Linked DNA regions of Mus musculus: all the other regions are linked to region 6. The links are chromatin contacts, called in public ChIA-PET, HiChIP or PLAC-seq and Micro-C maps. All regions are on one chromosome and are shown on one strand. Each heading gives the region's core, a stretch centred on a gene start, on an enhancer-like site or on the middle of the called end of the contact. The rest is flanking DNA. Distances are from core to core; before and after follow the strand shown. Region 1 holds the start of Pank4 (pantothenate kinase 4). Region 2 holds the start of Prxl2b (peroxiredoxin like 2B). Region 3 holds the start of Mmp23 (matrix metallopeptidase 23). Region 4 holds the start of Ssu72 (Ssu72 RNA polymerase II CTD phosphatase homolog (yeast)). Region 5 holds the start of Cdk11b (cyclin-dependent kinase 11B). Region 6 holds the start of Ski (ski sarcoma viral oncogene homolog (avian)).

Evidence for each region. Hi-C and Micro-C count contacts between places; a contact is called where the count stands out from the background. ChIA-PET counts read pairs in DNA pulled down with a chosen protein or histone mark. HiChIP or PLAC-seq counts read pairs in DNA pulled down with a chosen protein or histone mark.
Region 1: a contact with region 6 is called in an H3K4me3 HiChIP or PLAC-seq map of embryonic stem cells, with 20 read pairs. The contact joins the promoter of Pank4 here to the promoter of Ski in region 6. A contact is called at or near these places in 12 of 39 promoter capture datasets (the 3T3-L1 cell line, the C10 cell line, the HPC-7 cell line and 8 more), 6 of 484 Hi-C or Micro-C datasets (embryonic stem cells, erythroblasts and neural progenitor cells), 9 of 115 datasets of contacts at active chromatin or transcription factors (the SCID.adh cell line, astrocytes, embryonic basal ganglia and 6 more) and 3 of 9 other capture datasets (adipose tissue, liver and macrophages).
Region 2: a contact with region 6 is called in an RNA polymerase II HiChIP or PLAC-seq map of embryonic stem cells, with 11 read pairs. The contact joins the promoter of Prxl2b here to the promoter of Ski in region 6. A contact is called at or near these places in 9 of 39 promoter capture datasets (3T3-L1-derived adipocytes, cranial neural crest, frontonasal cranial neural crest and 6 more), 2 of 484 Hi-C or Micro-C datasets (the G1E-ER4 cell line and neutrophils), 8 of 115 datasets of contacts at active chromatin or transcription factors (the SCID.adh cell line, astrocytes, bone marrow-derived macrophages and 4 more) and 1 of 9 other capture datasets (embryonic stem cells).
Region 3: a contact with region 6 is called in a Micro-C map of embryonic stem cells, with 4 times the contacts expected there. The contact joins the promoter of Mmp23 here to the promoter of Ski in region 6. A contact is called at or near these places in 2 of 39 promoter capture datasets (liver and pre-B cells), 1 of 484 Hi-C or Micro-C datasets (embryonic stem cells), 2 of 115 datasets of contacts at active chromatin or transcription factors (memory CD8 T cells and microglia) and 1 of 9 other capture datasets (adipose tissue).
Region 4: an RNA polymerase II ChIA-PET map of memory CD8 T cells shows a contact between it and region 6, with 20 read pairs. The contact joins the promoter of Ssu72 here to the promoter of Ski in region 6.
Region 5: a contact with region 6 is called in an RNA polymerase II ChIA-PET map of memory CD8 T cells, with 48 read pairs. The contact joins the promoter of Cdk11b here to the promoter of Ski in region 6. A contact is called at or near these places in 2 of 115 datasets of contacts at active chromatin or transcription factors (memory CD8 T cells and pancreatic cancer cells).

What each region holds. Positions count from the first base shown.
Region 1 is chr4:154,962,468-154,965,436 of GRCm38.p6, forward strand. It overlaps Pank4 (pantothenate kinase 4), which reads left to right and starts at 1,656. Exons shown (of 20, transcript NM_001305804.1): 1 at 1,656-1,802. The coding sequence starts at 1,679. It overlaps Gm42363 (a long non-coding RNA gene), which reads left to right and starts at 1,810. Exons shown (of 2, transcript XR_881640.3): 1 at 1,810-2,002; 2 at 2,559-2,846.
Region 2 is chr4:154,897,593-154,900,995 of GRCm38.p6, forward strand. Prxl2b (peroxiredoxin like 2B) reads right to left here and starts at 1,451. Exons shown (of 7, transcript NM_025582.3): 1 at 1,351-1,451; 2 at 884-1,088; 3 at 536-587. The coding sequence starts at 1,413. Gm52690 (a long non-coding RNA gene) reads left to right here. Exons shown (of 2, transcript XR_003955190.1): 1 at 1-458; 2 at 839-3,403.
Region 3 is chr4:155,651,252-155,654,646 of GRCm38.p6, forward strand. It overlaps Mmp23 (matrix metallopeptidase 23), which reads right to left and starts at 2,133. Exons shown (of 8, transcript NM_011985.3): 1 at 1,777-2,133; 2 at 1,198-1,334; 3 at 971-1,110; 4 at 734-901; 5 at 180-344; 6 at 1-98. The coding sequence starts at 1,929. It overlaps Mib2 (mindbomb E3 ubiquitin protein ligase 2), which reads right to left. Exons shown (of 20, transcript NM_001369164.1): 20 at 3,217-3,395.
Region 4 is chr4:155,703,491-155,706,747 of GRCm38.p6, forward strand. It overlaps Ssu72 (Ssu72 RNA polymerase II CTD phosphatase homolog (yeast)), which reads left to right and starts at 1,325. Exons shown (of 5, transcript NM_026899.3): 1 at 1,325-1,971. The coding sequence starts at 1,892.
Region 5 is chr4:155,623,298-155,626,308 of GRCm38.p6, forward strand. Cdk11b (cyclin-dependent kinase 11B) reads left to right here and starts at 1,557. Exons shown (of 20, transcript NM_007661.4): 1 at 1,557-1,644; 2 at 2,234-2,357. The coding sequence starts at 2,247. Gm16023 (predicted gene 16023) reads right to left here and starts at 1,458. Exons shown (of 3, transcript NR_040441.1): 1 at 1,062-1,458. Slc35e2 (solute carrier family 35, member E2) reads left to right here. Exons shown (of 9, transcript NM_177186.4): 9 at 1-43.
Region 6 is chr4:155,220,757-155,223,959 of GRCm38.p6, forward strand. Ski (ski sarcoma viral oncogene homolog (avian)) reads right to left here and starts at 1,779. Exons shown (of 7, transcript NM_011385.2): 1 at 796-1,779. The coding sequence starts at 1,764.

The sequences.
Region 1 (2,969 bases), core at 406-2,905, 260 kb before region 6:
GGGATCAGGAGGAGTGCTTGCTGGTGGTCCTCTGCCATAGAGGAAAAAGGGAGGGCAGGAGGTGGAGAGGAGAGGGGCATACAGAGCTGTTGTTGCTCTCATGGTGAACAAGACCTGGGTGGCCGCTGGGGGTTTCTGCTAGCTCCCAGGTCAGGGTAGGGGAAGAGATCCTAACAACTGTAGACTCTCTGCTTTGTCCACTGAGAGGAAGCTGAGGGCCTCAGTGGACCTCTTGCTGCAGCAAGAGGCTCGGCTGTGCCGAACCTGAGAAAGTATCTGTTCTAGCTCCCGCTTCCCCTTAGTTCACCTGCTTAGGCGATTCATAAATGCCCTCCCTTCCACAGAGCGACCAGGGCCAGGACTGACCCATTCCATTCAAACTATGAGCCTGGTAGGTATGGGCTATTGTCTAAGACAGGGTGTCCGCTTTAAGGCAGGCTATAGGTTAGTCAAGTTCACAGGGCTCTCCAAAGGCAAAACCCATGGAGCAAGAAGTGGGAAGGTGTGTCTACATGTCTTCTGAAGGACAAAGTCATAGATGTGGCTCCCATCCCGACTTGGATCTTTCCCATCTAGAAGTTCATTAGCCACCACCCCCCTCTTATTCCTATCCACTCTGCCAGGGACCACCTGAGGACCCTTCTGTGACCCACGTATAGTAAGCAAGGACAGAGAACCTCATCTGCACTCATTTAGCTTACCACAGGAGCAGCAGAACTTCTACAGATGGGGAGGAGGCCAGTGCCCTTGTGGAGTGTCCTACACACAGGCCGGGCATACTCCACTTACAGGGACTGAAGTTGCTGGGTCACCTCACTCTCAGGAGCCCTGCCACTCTGGAGCAGGCTCTCCCATTCAGAGTACACCCACTCTGTTGGCAGGCACATACAAGGTTGCCTCCTCTCGGAATCAATGTAGATAGATATATGGCAGCTGAGCCTGCGCACTGCCTCAGTCCTGTGCTCCAGGAGCCTGGCAAGTCAGTGAGCAACTGCCTGCAGACAGAACCTTGCAGAGAGCGAGGTATTAAGTTACACGATGGCCCTCTTGGAGGACACAGTGCTCTCTCTCAAGGGACTTAAATCAACAGGAACTCCAGATCACCTCCACTTTGAAGCCCGGTCCCCTCTTCCATGCGCCCTCTCCCTTTCCCTCCTATACTTTGCAAAGATTGCTGTTAAACTGCCGATCTTCCCCAGCTGCAGACGCACGACCCTATTCATATCCCTTCCCCCTGGCTGGGCATTTCTCGAATGTAGGGTCTTTAAAACTACTCCAATTAACATGGGAGTTTTAGAATTGAAGGTCCCACTTCTTTGGGAAACCAGGATGGTGGGTCACCCTAGCAGAAATTACAGCAGCTTGCAGGGCCAGCCTCACAGCAAGGAGATATGAAAGCACGATCGCCAAAATCAACCCAAGTTAGCATCTAGCCAGCTCAGCGAAAGAACAATATTCCAAAAGCTTCATATTGGTAGTTTGGAAAATAACGGCCCTCCCTTCCCAGTCCTGGCCTCTGGGACACTTGCTTGTCTAGGACGGTCGGGTGGCCTGGCCTCCAGCACAGGCGGACGGGGGGCGGAGACTCATTAGCATAATTTATGCACGCGGTCGTTTAGCAGTCAATTATATGCGCATATATTTCCATGGCTGATGAGGCTGGCCGGGCACTTTCAAAATGGCGGAGCGTGGAGCGAGTGGCGGCGGGAGCGGCGGGGACAGTCTGGACAAGAGCATCACGCTGCCCCCCGACGAGATCTTCCGCAACCTGGAGAACGCCAAGCGCTTCGCCATTGATATAGGTAGACACGGACCGGGTACTCAAGAAAGTGGCCGGAGCAGTGGGCGCGGGCGGCCAGCCAGCGGGGGCGGCGGGAAGGACGAAGGGCGGGGGCGCGGGCCATGCGCACAGCCTCACGGGTCGCCGCACAGCCTCTCGGGACTCATAGTGTGCGCGGCGTCAAGGTGCGGGACCGAGCGGGCTGTGGGACTCCAGCTCCCGGTAGGCGCTGCGCGGTTGGAGCGGGGCACGTCGGGCCTCGTAGTCCGCGCAGCGCCGGTGGCTCAGTGGAGGGACGGGCGGGGCGGGTGGCCTCGGGGGTCCTCATCTGCTCAGAGTCCCCCGGGATGAGGCTGGCCATGGCCCCGCGGCGCACTCCGCCGGAGTTCCGGCTTCCCAGTGAGCTGTGGAGACGTTGGGCCTGGACACTTGTCGAGCGCTGCAGCGTGGACCGTGGCTACGGCCGCCGCCTCCTGCGCGCCTAGGAGTTCACCTTCCTGCCGACCCGCTACAGGCCCACCTTAGATCCCCTTCGCGCGTTGGGCAGCCTCATGCCCACTAACAAGTCCTCGGGGGAGGTTCTTTCATCGCCCTGGTGTGCAGATGCGGAGACCAAGGCACAGAAGAAGGCTAGCTTTCTCCGTGGTCTCTCTATTCGTAGATCCAGGATGGGAGCCGGCCAACGCTCCCCCTCCCCCTCCCCCACCCCTACCCCTGTCCCCCAAGCTCTCTGCTCTGCATCCTGTTATTGAGGAGCTTTGTACCCAATTGCTTGCAGGCGTTTCCCCGCGTATCTCTTGATGCCAGCATTGTCAGTGAGGCCCCACACAGCCGGGCAGCATCCGCAGTCTTGGACTTATCTCCGTGAATCAATGGGTGTGCTGCTGGCTCTTAGCCTCCTTGGAAAGCCTAGGTTGTTAAGAGACTGTGAAGAATCTCGTTACTTCTGGAATATTGAATAAGTCCCCCACCCTCTTGCTTTTGGGTTGTCTCTCTGACGTGTTCTTCCTTGGGAGGAATGAGGAATGGAAGAGAAAGTAAAGATGGCCTGCTGGCTTGTCCTGTGTTCCAGCTTTATCAAGGGCTCAGGAGGGTGGTGGAGTGGGCCAAGATTCTACTAGCACCTGAGATAACTCGGTGACTGGCTGTATATTAGTTTAGAAGTGATGAGCTTGCAGCCCCAGCAGAG
Region 2 (3,403 bases), core at 201-2,700, 320 kb before region 6:
CTAGTCCAGATTCTGGTGGAACACAAGTATCCACACCTGTTCCCAGTGTCCTGCCCCACCCACTTATCTAACCCAGGGCTCAGGCAGATCAGCAACCAGTCTAACTAGGCTCTACACAAGCCCTGAGAGCCCCCAGGTTGAATACAGCTAGCCTTGGGGGCCCTGGAGAGGTGGTGTGGAGTGTGGGGAATGAGCTCCAAGCTGGGTGTGCCCAGGGATCTCGCTTAGCCGGCACTGCCTATCATGACAGGCAGTCTGTGGCAACAGAGGACTGCAATGAGCCATGGCTAAGGCACTGGGCTCCAAGGTCCCTCCTGTTTATGAAATAGCAGACTTCTGAGGACAGGCCTGCCTTGGACCAACACCCATTAGAAGACTCAAAGAAGGGCTGGCTGAAGCACCAGTGTCAGTTTCCATGAGACAAACTGGAGAGCAGAGCAGATGGCAGTAGCAAGAAGGTACATAAGAGAGCGGTGGCCACTCTGTCCTCCTGTTGTCCCTGGTTAGACTCATGCCCACAAACAGTCACACTTACCGCTTGAAGCCCAGCTCCTTATAGATTTGCTTGCTCTCATCAAGGTAGAGTTCTAGAAAGGAAAGCCACAGCTATGTGCCCCAGGCTTCCTACAGTCTGTCCCCTCCACTTACTGTATCCAGCTCCACCCACCCAAGCCATGAGTAGCAAGGCAGGATTGAATGTCACCACTGCTTAAACGGGAAGGGCAAGAGTCACTGGGACTTTGCCACTAGGTCTGGGCACCAGCCAGGGCACAGGCTGAAGGCAGGGCAGGGAAGAGCTGCATATGCTGACACATGAATATGTTCTTGTTGGGCCTAGAAAGGGAGAGGTCAGCCCAGGCTCTGAGTCCGGGAAGAGTCGCACCTCCTGAGAAGTAACCACCATCCAGAAACTCCTGCAGGCCCAGGGCCTCAGGCCCCACGCCCACCAGGCGCACATCGTGTTGGTCCAGGATGCTCCGGAGGTTGCTGAGGTCCTGGGCGATCCAGCGGCACACCATGCAGCCGAAGCGTCGCAGACCGGCCACCACACAAGCTTTCTCCTGCCATAGGCTCCGCAGCTCCACAGCCTACAGAATGGATCGGTCAGGGGACATGGGCTCACCAACCCCCTATGCCCGGCAGCCTCACATGTCCCGCAGCGTGCTGCTCCAAGATTCGCAGCTGACTGGTCCTCCTGATGGTTCCTCTGTGGACCATGAGCTGTACCCACGCCCAGTACGCGAACTCATAGGACCCCTCAGGACCTCCACTCCAACCCATGTGAGTTGCCAAGGCTCTGGGCCAGGTATTAGGGGAGGCGTTCTCCGCCCTGCGCGAGCCAAATCTCACCTCCCCAGTCACTGCATGTTTCAAGACACACGCTCCTACGCGACCAAGGTCCACCACATTCATGGCCTCCTCCGTCCCTTTCTGCTCCACGGTCCCTTCTCGCAGCCTGGGGAGGCTCACTCTGTCCTGCGCAGCCTCTTCAGCCAGCCTATGCCCCGCCCATAATCCCGCCCCAGTCCTGGTGGGCACCACCTCCAGGGGGTTCAGGTCACATGACTGTGCGCTTGTCTCGCCCCAGGCTCCGCCCCTGATATTAGTATACAGGCACACCCTCTCTCCAAAGAGACAATCACTGCAGATCTCTTTGCCTAAGCCTAGGTTGTTCTCATATGTATAAGCTTATTAGCCAATGGCGTAGCAGGTAAAGCTCAATGGACAGTCTGCAAGCGGTGCGCCTGCGCAGAATGCGTTTGCGTGGCTCTCTAGCGTTTGCGTAGCTCTCCACTAGCATCAGGTGGTCCCTAGTAGTGCAGCAGGGTGGTAGAATTAGAGCCAAAAAGTTGAAACGGGGAATCGAACTCACAAATCACTAGTGTGAGGAACAGTAGGGCAGCCGGCACTTACAGTAGTGAAAGGACCAGCCTTTCCAAGTCTAAGTTCCTGCTTTGCATTTTCGCGAAATCCTATTAACTTCCATCGTAAAGTACCATTTCCTGCTGTGTGGATGTCAGTTTTTAAACTACGGGCTCTCATGTACAACAATCCAAAGGAGATAAACAGGAGCTCGCAGTGGTGTGTCCCTAGGAAGAGTAGAAGGCTCAGGAATCCACGTGTTCTGTCCTTTCCTCACTAAGTAAGCCCTGTGATGCTTTCTAGGGCCATGTTCAAGCATCTGACAGATGTAGAGGCTAGGAAAGGAAGAGAGCCACCACAAGATACCTAGCTGAGGCTGAACAGCCAGGCAGGAAGTTAGGAACCATACATATCACTGTGTCAAAAGGAGAAGCTAGAGAGATGGCTCAGTGGTTAAGAGCACTAGCTGCTCTTGCAGAGGGCCCACGGTTTGGTTCCCAGCATCCCTACAGCGACTCACAATCCTCTGCAAGTCCAGCTTGAGGGCATCTGATGCTCCCTTACGGTCTCTTCAGGCACCAGGCACTCACATTGGGCCCAAACCTATGCAAGCAAGAGTAGGCTGGGGAGGTGACTCGGTAAAATGACAGAGACCTGTAATCCCATGTCCTGGGGGAAGCAAAGGCATGAGAATCAGCAATAGACCTTGTCTCAAGAAATACGATTGAGAGGCACTGAGTAAAACACTCAACCGCTGGACTCCCCGGGCACACACAAGTGCACACAGGTGTGCAAAGGTACATTTTAAAAAAGGAAAGAAAATAAAGTTGCAGAATCAGGAGGAGCTGGTCCTGTAGAGCAACTGGTCCTGGAAGCACCACCAGAAGAAATCCAGAGATGGGGCTTCCTCTGCTTCCTGTTAAGTGTTGAGGGGTACAATGCGAGGGTCCCAGGAGCATGGGAAGATGTCTGCAGAAAGTGCTGCATGTTGAACAGGAAGAGCCAGCAGGCCCTTCCCTGAGGCTGCTCACTCACATATGCCTACACAGTGTGACAGAACCCACCTCGTCTTCATGGAGCCCCAGGTAAGACAGGTCATCAGGAGCAGAGGATTGTAGAGTCTTTGTTCCAAGTTTTATAGGTTAGAGGTACCTAGTCCAAGGACCTGAAAACACTTGTGGCCATTCCTTTCCCAGCTCAAGGACCTGAAAACACTCGTGGCCATTCCTTTCCTGTATTTCCAGAATCCTTCCAGGGATGTTGATTTCCTATGCTTTGGGGTAGGGTTGTTGTGGTTTTCCTCCAGTGCCTCTCTTGCGTGATCATTTTAGTTTCTGCTTTTATTGGTTCTTATGCCAAACCAGTAAAATTGGACTGGCATAATCTTGACTATCTCATATCAATGACATGTGTGGTGGTTGGAATAGGCTTAGCTGTCATAGACTCCATGGGTTTGAATGCTTGGCCCATGGGCGGTGGCACTGTTAGGAGGTGTGGCCCTTGTTGGAAGAAGTGTGAAACTGTGGGTATGGGCTTTGAG
Region 3 (3,395 bases), core at 883-3,382, 430 kb after region 6:
ACAGCTTCTGGGGCAGAGCCTCTTCATGAGCCTCTGGCGGACATCACAAAATCCCTTTCGTGCCCAGGATGCACACACAAAAATCCGGTCCAGGCAGCCTAACAGGAAGGCAACCTGGCTTAGGGCTTGCCCAGAGCCCCACCGCTCATCCACCTACCCACCTGCCCCCCTGCACCCACCATAGAGTCGGTGTAACCCCCACAGTTCATCCTGGGACAGTGCCTTCCAGCCTCGCAATGTGGCATTGAGGTGCATGAGCGCCTGATCTTGCTGTGAGTGCATCAGGCCCAGTGCATGGCCAATCTCATGGGCTGCCACGTGCACCAGGTTTGTGAGCCAAACACCTGTGGGCCAATGGCTTAGTAGGGAGCCCTCAGCCCCTCCACTCCCAGTCTTGCTCCAGGAGGCCCAGCACTGATGCTGGGCCTCAGCCGCAAGCCACCCTTAACCCACAGCCAAGGAAGATAAGTATGTTTCCCCAGCCTAGGCTGTGAGCTTGGCCTTCAGGAATGCAACTCCAACTCCCTCTTCTGTGGCATGTGGGGGAGGAGGAGTGGAGGCGGGGACAACGACTCAGGCCTGTGAGACCCAGTGTTCCTCTTCCTTGATTGCTTGACCCTAATACTCAGCCCCAGGAAAGCCCCAGGAAACCCTTCCTGCCTCAAACCCTTTTGTAGTCCACACAGAGGAGAGAATGACACCCCCAGAAGGACAGACTAAGGAGTTGGGTCACCTTTCTTCCAACTGTAGCGTGTGGGGCCCAAGACCCAGTACTCGCTGTCATCAAAGTGAATGCCACCGTGGGGTGGGAAGAAAGCGTGGGCCAGTTCACCTGTGGGACCATCAAAGCAGTGGTGCACTGCAGAGACCAAGCAGTCGGTGTGGTTGACTGGGTAGAAACCTAAGAAAACACAAGGCTGCAATAATACCTGCGAGGCTGGGCGCGGTCGGGAGCTCTTCAGTTACCCACCTATCTTGAGGTCACTGGGACGTTCAGGGGCCACCTCACGGAAACTGAATGGGGAAACATCACTCCACATTCGAAAGGCAGCAGCCAGGCCCCTTCGCGTCTCTTCCGGGCTTAAAAGATTCCGGGGGAAGGAAAGAACTCTGTGGTGGAGGGCGGCGGTGATGTTAGAGTCAGTGTTGGTGTCTGAGTTATGACCTGACCACCCTCCTCGCTGGTCCAGGTGGCACCTGTATGTGAGGTTGAAGTGGTCCCAGCGCAGCCTGGCCGGTGTCAGCGTGTAGCGGCGTCTTCGGGTTACCGACATGGTCAACAGTCTGGGTACCTGGGCAGTGGAGCTGCCCACATTTGGCGCATCTACATTTCCCTTCATAGGGAGAAGTGAATGTGAGGAGGCCAGAGGAAAGTCTCTAGTGCCCGAGAGTTGTTATCAGAAGCAGACTTTAGGCAACGGGATAGAGGAAGCTGTGGATGAGCCCTCTATTAGGTTTTGGGCTTTAGGAGTTGAGCCAGCCATGGTGGCGCATGCCTTTAATCTCTGAGCGCAGAGGCAGATGGTCTACAGAAGTCAGCCCGGGCTACACAATGAAATCTTGGCTCGGGAAAACAAAACAAAACCTATTGGGAATGGGCAGAGTTGGGGATGGATGCGGTCTCCCACCTCCAGCGGCCGCTGGACACAATGACCCAAGATTCTCGGAACCAGGCACTCACATGCCATCCCACAAAGCCCCTCACACGCGGGCCCCACTGATACACCCTCAGATGCTGACCCGCTCCTCGCACTTACTAGCCTTTCGTCCTCTCACCTGAGCTGCCCTCCAGGCGGTCTCGGTCGGCGCCCCTAGCCACTCCAGCAACGCCAACGCGGAGAGAAGGCACAACCCGCTCAGGGCAGCCCCCAACCAGCGGCCCTGTACCGCGCCGGACGCCTCCGGACGGAGACAGGCCCGGCAGCCCATGGCAGACTCCAGTCGGGTTAGGGCCACAAGGGGCCGCGCGACGTAGGGACCTGGATCGCAGAGCTGGGGCGGAGTGGGAAGGGGATGGGCGGCGGACGGCTCGAGTTACAGCCCTATGGTGAAGAGAGGACCCGGCTGCGCTGGCTCAAATAAGGAACCGACTCGTTAAGTCTGGAACCGTCCGCATCCCCCGGTGCGATTCCAGGAACCAGGCCGAAGGGTCGGCGGCAGAGGCCAGAACACACCCTACAGTGTCGGGGGGTCTGTCAGAACGCGAGGCGCCGGGGCTCAGATTTGGGGTAGGGGCATCAATTGCTCCCCGCACCCACTGGTCGGAGTTGAATGACATTTGGCTTCCCCCCTCAACCCTCTGGTACCACAATGAAATTTGGGAGGGAAGCCTCGGTCCTGGACCGCAGTGACTGAGTGTAAGGAGCATACCCGCCAGAGGGGAGCGCAGAGCGAGGGGACGTGGCAATGAGAGCAGGGTGGCTGAGCGAGCAGAGAGGAAAGATGCCTCAGGAAAGACAAGGAGACCAGCGGGAGTCCTTAGGGCAACTGCTTTAACCAGAGGGTGCTCTCGTTGGTCCAGTGCAGGAAGTTTGGGGAAGGTGCCAGCACCTGGAATCCCTGCCTCAGAGGAGAGGGGATTAAGGCAACTGAGTCAGGAACTGAGTGTGGTGGTCTGGCGCGGTAGGGTTAGGAGGCAGGAGCTATGGTCCAAGGCCTGAAAGCTAGACCCGGCAGCTGATGGCTGTGCTGGGTGGGTACCGAATGAACGCGGCATGGCAACCGAAATTATGCCAGGCACAGCTGCGATCCCGGGACGGGACGGAGCTGACTGTGGGTGGGTGAGAGCAGGCGCAGGAGCCGGGGTTTTCTCCCTCCCAGTCTTCCACTCCGACCTTGGACCCTAGGTGACAGCAACAATGTACTTGGCCAGCAGAGTCAGAGCCAAGCAGCTGGAGTGCCCTGTGGCCCGTAATAGCTGCGCTGGAAGTTCTTGAAAAGGGTCAGCCATCTGCCCCCTCCCTTCCTTACTAAGTGTTTGTTCCAACAAGTGGACGGACCCTCTCTTGCTTCTTCACTCAGCCCCAACGTAACTGTCAAGAGCTTGGCGGCTTCCAACCCAACTCCCTCCTAGCCAGGACCCTCTCTAAGTCGTGTTGCTTTGACCAAAACCTTCACAGTTCAAGTCCTGCCCCAGAGGGGCGGAGGGAGTAATAGGCAAGGGGAAGAGCAAAGGGGGGTGGCCCTCTTATAGGGGCGATAGAAAAGCCACGTGAGCCTTTTGGAGTTTCCGGACGGACCATCTTGTGTCAAACCAAAGCCAGCGCGCACTTTTGGCGGGCTGCATCCTCATCCAGAGCGTTCCTGATCTCCAGGCAGTCTGGAGCCTGATGCCGGGCGGGGCGTGGGGTGGGGCCTGGGCAGCGGGGGAGGGGCGGTGAGGATCTCTGGGGCCT
Region 4 (3,257 bases), core at 75-2,574, 480 kb after region 6:
CCAGCACATAGGCCTCAACACCTGACTAAATAGAAACATAGTCCATAAGTCCCCAAGTAAAAACTTCCTCAATGTTCTAATCTTGCTTTTTGACTTCCACAGTTCTGCTTCTCGCTAACTGAAGCATGCCAATCAAGATGGTCTTTGTACATAAAGTCAAAGAGCTGCAAGGCTCAAGGTTACATGATTTGGGCAAGTTCTCTGTGCAGCTAGCAGGCAAAAATAAAGACTTTCCTTTTGGCTTTCAGAGTGTCCACGTGATGGTCTCTGTGGGCTTACTCGCAACAGGTTCTCAATACTCTCCTCCTCATTAACACAAGGAACAATGATGGCAGACTTCAATAGCAATGAGGAGGTTCATAGTGGGAAATTTAGTTTCAAAATAGGACTGGAGAGATGGCTCAGTAGTTAAGAGCACGGACTGCTTTCCCAAAGGTCCTGAGTTTAATTCCCAGCAACCAAATGGTGACTCACGATCATCTGTAATGGAATCCCATGCCGTCTTCTGGTGTGACTGAAGACAGCCATAGTGTACTCATATATATAAATAAACTTTAAAAGAAAAAAAGGTTGCATGGAGGCTAGAAGATTCTAGGCCTAGGCAAACAGGTAGAGGTAGTCTTTGAGACAATTACTATAAGCGAATAAAATATACTTTTATAAAGGAGGGAGAAGGGATGAAAAAGAAAAGAGGAAGATACAGGAATAATAGGAATAAAGGGTAGATTACTGAATCTACGGCTTTTTTTTTGAGACAGGGTTTCTCTGTGTAGCCCTGGCTGTCCTGGAACTCACTCTGTAGACCAGGCTGTCCTCGAACTCAGAAATTTGCCTGTCTCTGCCTCCCAAGTGCTGGGATTAAAGGCGTGCGCCACCACCGCCCGGCAAAACACAGCTTTTGTTATACTTACTACACATTATCTACCTTCTTGTCCCTGACAATCTCATACTGCTCCAACTTTAAAGGAGTTCTCAGAATCTCCAAACAACTTATCTAATCCCCTTCACTTCTTGACCATTCCATTCGAGCTAGAGGGGACAGGTCACCAGGCAGGTAGGCCGGCTGTAAGTCGACCTGATTACCGAGTTCTAGGATTAAAGAAAAGTGTGAGGCACCACGCCCAGCAGCAACTCTATTTCTCTCTCCCCCTCTCACTTGAGATCGAGCTCTCAATAGGCAACCTAAACTGGCTTCCAACAGAGAAGCGATTTTTCCTGCCAGTTTTCCGATTGGCCGAACTTGAAGAGCCCGCTACCTCACCCATATTTTTCATATCGTTTACATGTTAAGCTGCAACGGGCTCACAGAGGAAGTGACGTGCTTCTAGAAGTCCAGTGACTCTGAGGAAGGTACTCGTGATAGAGATAGGGCACAAACCAAGTGCTGGAGCCCAGTGCATCTATGAAATTGGCAGAGTGACCACCTGGAGGAAACCGGAATGAAAAACGTCCCAACCACACCAAGAGAAGCCGCGGAAAGGACTTGAGACTCCCCGGACCCGCCCCAACGCCCGTCCCACTGAAGTTTTCAGTATTGCGCAAGCGCCGCGCCTAGCGCGTCATCCGAGGCGACGGTACATTAGGACGCAGGCGCGGCTCACACCGCTCCAGTTGCCGGCGCAGGTCCTGTGACGTCACGCGCCGGCGAAGGTGGTCCACGACCGCCGGCCTCGGCTGCTCTCAGGCTGATTCGGCGTCGGCCGGTCGCCCTCCCGCGCCGGCTGCAGTACGAGCCCAGGAGAGCACCGTCGGCCTCCCCACGCGTTGCGTTGCGTTGCGTTGCGTTCACTTCCGTGTCGCAGATTTCCGGTTACCGCCATCTTCCTCGCGCGGAAGCCGGCTTCTAGGTGGGAGCTCCGTAGCGAGAGCAGTGGGTAGTTCGGTCGGTGCCATGCCGTCATCGCCGCTGCGGGTGGCGGTGGTGTGCTCGAGTAACCAGAATCGGAGCATGGAAGCACACAACATCCTCAGGTAGTGCAAGCTCCACCTGCCCTCCGCCCCTCCCTCCTCTTTCCCACAGATTCTTGTCCAGACCCCGACCCTGTACTGACTGGGCCGCGGAGGTCGGGCCACGCCCGGCTTCCACGCTCAGCGAGCCCTCAGTGGGGTCCGTGCGCGCGACACCCTCGGTAGTGTAGGCATCCCCGTAAACCCTAGAGGTGGCCACACGACAGCTGGGGCCCTCTGGGTGCTGGACGACCGGGCAGTATCACGGGGTAGGCCAAGGTCTTTCCGTGCTGCGAAGGGTGCCTGGTGTTTATCTTTCCCGTATATGTGTCGTCCGGCCACCTTGGAAAGCTCTCCACACGTCACATCAAGATGGAACGAGTCTGGAAGCAACAACAGTGATCTGAGGTGTTAACGTCAGGGACTGTTTATTGCTGTCTTCGTTTGCAAGTCTCATGCACCAGCCACCACCCCTCTCAGCCCCATAACTTTAGTCAGTAATTTCTGGAGCACACGAATTCATTTGGTTCAGTGGGACCTCCTCATATTTCTTCACGAATTCACCAGTTTCTAGTAGGGCATTCATCTTTGATAGTATTTTATCTTAAAAAAAAAAATCTCTTGACAAAATGAGAAACTGATGCATTGTATTACAGTTAAAATGGGGGTTTGTACATTTCAACTTAGTGCAGTAGAAATGTCTTTTTTCCCCCAGAGTTAACTGTTTGTGAACTTTTAAAACTTTTTTAAATATTATTTTTTGGCAATTTCGGGTTTTTTTTGTTTTTTTTTTAACCCTCAAAACAGGGTCTCTGTGTAGTTCTGGCTGTCCTGGAACTCACTCTGTATACCTGGTCGGTCTCAGACTCAGAGAATTGCCTGCCTCTGTCTCGCAGCTACTGCAATTAGAGGTGTGCTGCTGGTTTTGAACTCACTTTTCACCTGCCTCCCTTGTGTTGTTATTACTAATAGGAGTTTGCCACCATACCAAGCACTGTCTTGTGTTTTCTTAGTCACCCAGAGTGTTAGTTGCCTATTATCTCAAATTCTAAAGTTTCATTCTTTGTAATGCTTAGTACATAGACCAGTAGTTCTCAACCTTCCTAATGCTGCGACCATTTAATATAGTCCTCATTTTGCAGTGACCCCCCCCAACAATAAAATTATTTTTGTTGCTACTTTATAATGCAGTTCTGCTTTTATGAATTGTAGTGTAAATATAAGTATGTTTTTTGATGGTTTTAGGTGACCCCTGTGAAAAGGTGGTTTGAGCCTTAAAGCGGTTATTGACATAGGGCATAGCCTTTACT
Region 5 (3,011 bases), core at 307-2,806, 400 kb after region 6:
ATAATTCAGTGATTCCTGAAATAAATTGGTATTGTGTAATTAATCCTGCAGTAGCCTCCTCATTCTTTTTATCCAAGCTGCCAATGGTTCTTGTATGAATATGAAAACATGTAACTATTTTGTTCGTTTGGTTTCCTTTTTTTTGATACAAGGTTTTTCTGTGTAACCCTGTGGACCAGGCCACCTTTAAACGGTACCTCTGTCTACAAAGTGATAAGATCGAAGATGTGAGCCACCACCACCTGGCTTGTATAACTCTGTTATGTATGCTACTGAAATCAGACTTAGTTTCCAAGTCACTGATAACTCTGGAGGCAAAGTAAGAGCTGGGATCACAAAGTGTTTCACTCCAATATCCCTCATTTTTTTCATACACTAGTTGTTATATTCTTTCACATCTTACCATTTCACAGTCATAACTAACAGTGGTTTCCTTTTCATTTTGTTTGTTTCTGACCCTAACTCAAGAAATTTAATCATATTGCTATTTTTTGTTTCACGATACAGAGCTGCTTTTGTAGCCTTGGCTGTCCTAGAACTAGCTCTGTAGACCAGGCTGGCCTCAAACTCACAAGAGGTCCGCCTGCTTCTGTCTCCCTAGTGCTGGCATTAAAGGTGTGCTCCACTGATGCATGGCATTGCTTTTTGTTTGTTTGTTTTTTTCCCCAATACCCACAGGATAACCTGACAAAAACAAGCAGCTGGAATTTTCCTTTCTGCTCTCTCTTCCATAAGCCCTGATAGGTTAATAGGTTTTTAGTGGAATCGTAAAAACCTTTAAGACCTTCAGGTGGTTTAAGTACACGTTTGAGAAGTGTCTAGACACTTCAGCATTTAGAATGAAAAGAAAACAAAAAGAATACAGAGATACAGGCCAGAAATAGAGGCTAGGTCTACGTACTAAACTCTATTTCAAAGCAAAACAATAACATAAAGACTCAACCACTATCGTAGGCCAAGCAGAAGAGGTTGTTTTAAGGAGGTTGGCTGAGGAAACTGGATTCGTTTCAATGTTTTCTTGTGCAGGGGACTTCCTCATCATAGGATGTTAACTAGCCTACCTGTGAATTCAGCTTCCTGGGTCCTGGGTAGGTCAGAAAGACAACTTGTTTTTCCATTGGATGGCACGACGCCACTTTGGAGGCGTCTATACGTCAGAGCAATTAGTCTGATGGGTAGAAACAAATGTCTGGCTGCGGAAGGTTGAGTGGCACAAGCAGCTTGTCACGAGTGCAAATGCTGCTCGGCCTGCAGACTACGCTACCGAGTGCCTGGAGGTAGCCCTGCCTGGCAGAGCGAAGGTGCAGCGGGAGGCACGGTTTCCGGTTTCCGCAGACGGCCGAGCGCATCGTCTCGAAACGTCATCTCTCGGAGACACCCCAGGACGTTACCAGACGCTACTTCGCTTTTATCCGCCCAGCCTCGCGTCGTTGGCAGGAGCCAACTCACGATGTAAGGACACTTCCGGTGCGCGCAAGGTACTGTGGGGCGGCCAAAAAAAGTCGAGCGCACACGCGGTTCGTCGTCGTCGTCGTACGTCATCATCACGCTTCCGCGGAGGAAGTGACGACAATCCTGGCGCGCGCCGGGCGCTGTTCCTTCCCAGACTCCAGGACCGGCTGCGGCGGCTGTAGCGGCGCAGGGGTGAGTAGCGGCGCGGGGGTTCGGAGCAGGGTTTACGGCGCCCCTGAAGAATCGCGGCTGGCGACACGCTGCTGCCGCGGAGCAGTCTCGCTCCACACGGAGCTGAGGGCGGTGGAGGCGGCAGGCCTGGCGGCCCCCGGAGCCGGCCCTTGCCTCAGGTTTGCGTGACTGAACCCTCAGAAGTGGGACCCCGCCCCGGAGTCCCGCGCTTGACAGTGCACCTTGATCTTACCTGTCACCCAGGCCTCCCCGCGTCCTGGAGCTTTCTCATACAACCTTTTGACACCTAAGGCAGAGTGTGTTGAGTGCGAGGCACTGAAATGACCTGGATGGTCTTTCATCCTAGAACAGTACCGTTACGTGGATGATGATGGTTGCGTTTTACGGAAAACACTGAGGTAAACTAAGTTACCCAAAACCTTACAGGAATGACAGAAACGACAGTGTATTCAGGCAGAATCCTTCCGACCTACCGGGACTTACTCTGAAACACTAACGATTAGACTTAAGTGTTCGGAAAAGACAGACCGACAGACCGACCGTAGCTTTCTGTGTCCCGAGGTTGCTTGAATTGTTTTTCTTTTTGCAGTGTTTTAACTCAAATGGGTGATGAAAAGGACTCTTGGAAAGTGAAAACGTTAGATGAAATTCTCCAGGAAAAGAAACGAAGGAAAGAACAAGAGGAGAAAGCAGAGATAAAACGCTTAAAAAATGTAAGCTATGTTTTTTAAGTAAGTGGTTTTCTTAAAGAAGATTTAATTTCTTTGCCCTCATTTTTCCATTAGAACAACGCTTCTTCGGTGAAGTTCTTTTGTACTTCCAAATGTCACAGGTGAGCCCAAAATCTATTCTAAAATTAACAAAAACATTCATATACTCAGTTGACGTTGAAGATAGATTAATAACACACTGAAGCTGTATCGAAATGAGAATATCTCGTTACAAAATAAAATATTCTGAACCTAGAATCATTACTGCCACCAGACTAATTTTTCTCATTTCATTATTAGTATATTCATAATACCATTTACCAAGCATTTTTAATAAAGTGGGAACTTTCCTTGCAATTAAAATGAGTGCTTTGTAATTACCTTGCTTTGGATGATGATATATTTAGAGTCCTTAGGTGACTGGATAAGAAACATTGATATAAGTGCTTCTTATTGTCAATATATGTATGATGTATTTCGTGTGTAAAAATCCAACTAAAGTCTTAGTTTTGGCTCAGAAAAACTAACGTTCATATAGTCTTATGACCCTTATCATGTACAATGTTTTAAATTTTCTGTTCTCAGGTTTCAGGTTACCAAAAAAAAAAAAAGTGATTTTAATTACATGAGTTTTGAACAAAATTAATATTTGAAGTT
Region 6 (3,203 bases), core at 529-3,028:
TGTGGACTCCAGTGAATGATTTAGGTACCAAGTGGCCCAGGAAATGCCCAAGCAGATCTCACAAAGCTTTCTTTGACTCACATACAACACAGCCTGGGCTGACGGGCCTCCACAACCAAGCACAAGAGCAACATAAGGAAATGGGTGAGACCAAAGAAACTGCAGACCATCAGCAACTCCGGCAGGCCGCTGACCACGCCAAAGTGGCCTTCGACGTGCACAAACAGGAGACACCAGGGGCTGCAAGTGCCAAGTCTCTGCCAAGACAGCTAGCTAGCTTCACTTTAGCTGTCTGTGCCCCAGTATTTAAAGGAAAAACAGGAGAGGCAGTAAACATGCATGGATACTCAGCTGAGGACCACAGGCAAGAAAGCATCCCAGCCACAAGAGAGAAAGGGGCAAGCTTCATTCTCATATGGACAACTCTGTCAAGGTCCCATGGTGATATGGGCCAGAAAGTCACAGCCTAGGTCCAGGCACTCTAACCTCCCAGAGCTTGAAGTTGCCACTTTCTCAGACCTTCAGAGCTTAGCCTGAATGGTCAAGGGCTATGAGCCCCGAGAGGGCTCTCCCGTTTACTCTACTCCATAAGAGCAGCGCTCAGACAACACGAAGATGGCCTTACCCACAAGAGACCGACAAGCCCCCTACTTTTCTAAAATCAAATCAACCCAAGGCCTGATAAGGTCGAACCACGAGCCCCAACCTTTTGAACCCAGAGGACCCAGAGCAGAAGGACCCCACCCACCCACCTTGAGCATAGTTTGCCAACCCCCAAGACCCGGGGACACTTACCCGGGGCACCCTCCGCTTGTACTTGTTGGCATAGTCGAACTTCTCCTTCACGTCGTCCAGGCAGCGGCCAAGGCGGGCCTGCTCCTCCTTGCCCGTGTAGTCCTGGCTCAGCAGGATGTAGGCCCGCCAGTTGGCTGAGTCGAAGCCCCAGTGGCAGGTCCGGTTCTCCAGGGCCTTGTGCGAGTGTACAACGAACTTGTGCGGCGGGTACATGAGGCGGCAGTCGAGGCACTGGATGCAGGCAGCGCTGGGACTGCTGTACAGCTCGGGCACCAGCAGCCCTTTGCACTTGCCGAAGCACTCGTGGTACACGCGGACGCTGCGTTCGCTGAGCTCCAGGCCCAGCGCCAGGCTGGCCGCCAACTCCTTCTTGCAAGGCGGCGGGTAGGCGCCGCCGTAGAGCAGCGCGTTGCACAGGCGCTCGGCGTCCGTCTTAGTGATGAGCCCGCAGGAGGGCGCGGAGAAGGGCAGGATGCCCATGACTTTGAGGATCTCCAGCTGGTCGGCGGTGCAGCGCGAGCAGTAGATGTGCAGCTCATCGCACACGGAGTTGATCTGCTGCAGTGAGAAGTCGCGCAGCACCGAGTTGAGGATCTGCGGCAGGCACAGACGCTTCTCACCTCCCACCACGAAACAAGAGATGGTCTCCCCTTCCAGCACGGTCTCACAGCGCTCGGTGGAGCGGTCCGACGGCATGAAGAAGGGCCCGGGAAGCACGGGCGGCGGCGGCTGGATGGCAGGCAGGTGCAGCACGGGCGGCGGCTCCGCGGCAGTGGGCACCGGCGCCGGCACTGTGGCCGCACCCGCCTCCTTGGCGCTCTCCTTCTTGTAGGCCTCCTGCGCCCAGCGCGCCGAGAAAGCGGCCGGGCCGCCCAGCGAGCTCATGGAGCTCAGGTGGAACTGCTCCAGCGTCTTCTGCAGCCCCGGGTGCGGCTGGAAGCCGCCCCGGCCGGCCGCTGCAGCTTCCATGGTGCGATCGGGCTCCCCCGGCCGCTCCCGCTCCCGTGCGCCCGGGCCCCCACGGCCTCCGCCGCCGCCCCGCGCACCCCGCCGCCGCCCGCGACCGCGGCCACGACCGCCCCCCGTCGCCGGTTCACGGCCGATCACGGCCCCGGCCTCGGCCTCGCCCGGGGGCGCGAAGGCGAAGGCGGGCGGGGCGAAGGGGTCCCGCCGCTGGAGCCCGCCGCCGCCCGGGCCCGGCGCCACATCCACGCGCCCCGCGCCGCGCCCGCCGCCGCCCGGGCCCCCCGCGCGCGCGGCGCGCCGCCGCTGCCCCGCTCCTCCCACCGCGCGGCGCCCGCTCGGCTCGTCCCGGCGGTGCTGACCGGCCGCGTCGCGCCCGCCGCCGGCCCCTGGCGGCCTGCCCGCCCGCGCGGCCGCCTGCCGGCTCCCGGCCGCCCGCTGGCCCGCGCGCGCGGCTCCCGGGACGGCGGAGGCGCCTCTGGCCCGCGGCCTCAGAGCGCCGCGGCGGCGCGGGGCTCTGCGCACTGGGCGCACATCTTTCCGGCGGCTCGCTCCGGCTCGGACTGAGCGCCGGGAGCTGAGCTCACGCCGCCGCGCGCCGCCCCGCCCCGTACCGCCCCGCCCCGCCCGCGCCAGCCCCGCCTCCCGCGTTGTTTGTTGCCGTGCGTCCGCCTCAGCCGGAGTGCGGGCCAGGAATGTGACCAGCTCCGGGCGGGCTCTTCCAAGAACGCGCGCTCCCCCTCCCGGGCTCAGTGGCGCTCGGCTACGCCCGGACCGGACTCGGCCAAGCTCGGCTTTGTCCGCCCACAGCTCGACTCCGCTCGGCTCCCCCGTACCGGAGCTCGGCCCCTCTCGGCAGTGCTCGGCCCCGCTCGGCCCTACTCGGTACCGGCTCGGCCCTGCTCGGCCCTACTCGGTCTCGCTCGGCCCCGCCTTGTGGAGGCCACTGGAGGCGGCCACAGCGGAGGCGCCTGGGGCCCCCCTTCCGGCCGAGGCCGCTTCCTGCGCGGCTGGGAAGACTCCGGTCCTGCTGCCACCACGGTCTTGGGGCCCCCGAAACCCACAAGGCCCCTGCCACAACCACAGGCCAGCTGAGCGGCGGTCCGCAGTAGATCTGCGCCGCTGCCGCCCTACATCCCGGGGTTCCCGTTCTAGGTAGACACTGTGAAGTAACCTTCACTCCCCACACTGCTGGACGTCGTGCTCCACGAGACACTCATAACAAGGACACCACAAAACAAAACCCAGGTTCCCTTCCTCATAGCAAGGATGCCACAAAACATTCGGGTTCTGATACAAGAACGTCTCAAAGCACCCTAGGGTCGCCACACAACCGAAGTTCCTACCCCCATATGATAGGGGCAACACAAACACGCATTCCAGGTGACATAAAGGACACCACAGAACACTCATGCCAGGTTACTCTTATGTTGAGAAGATAGCTC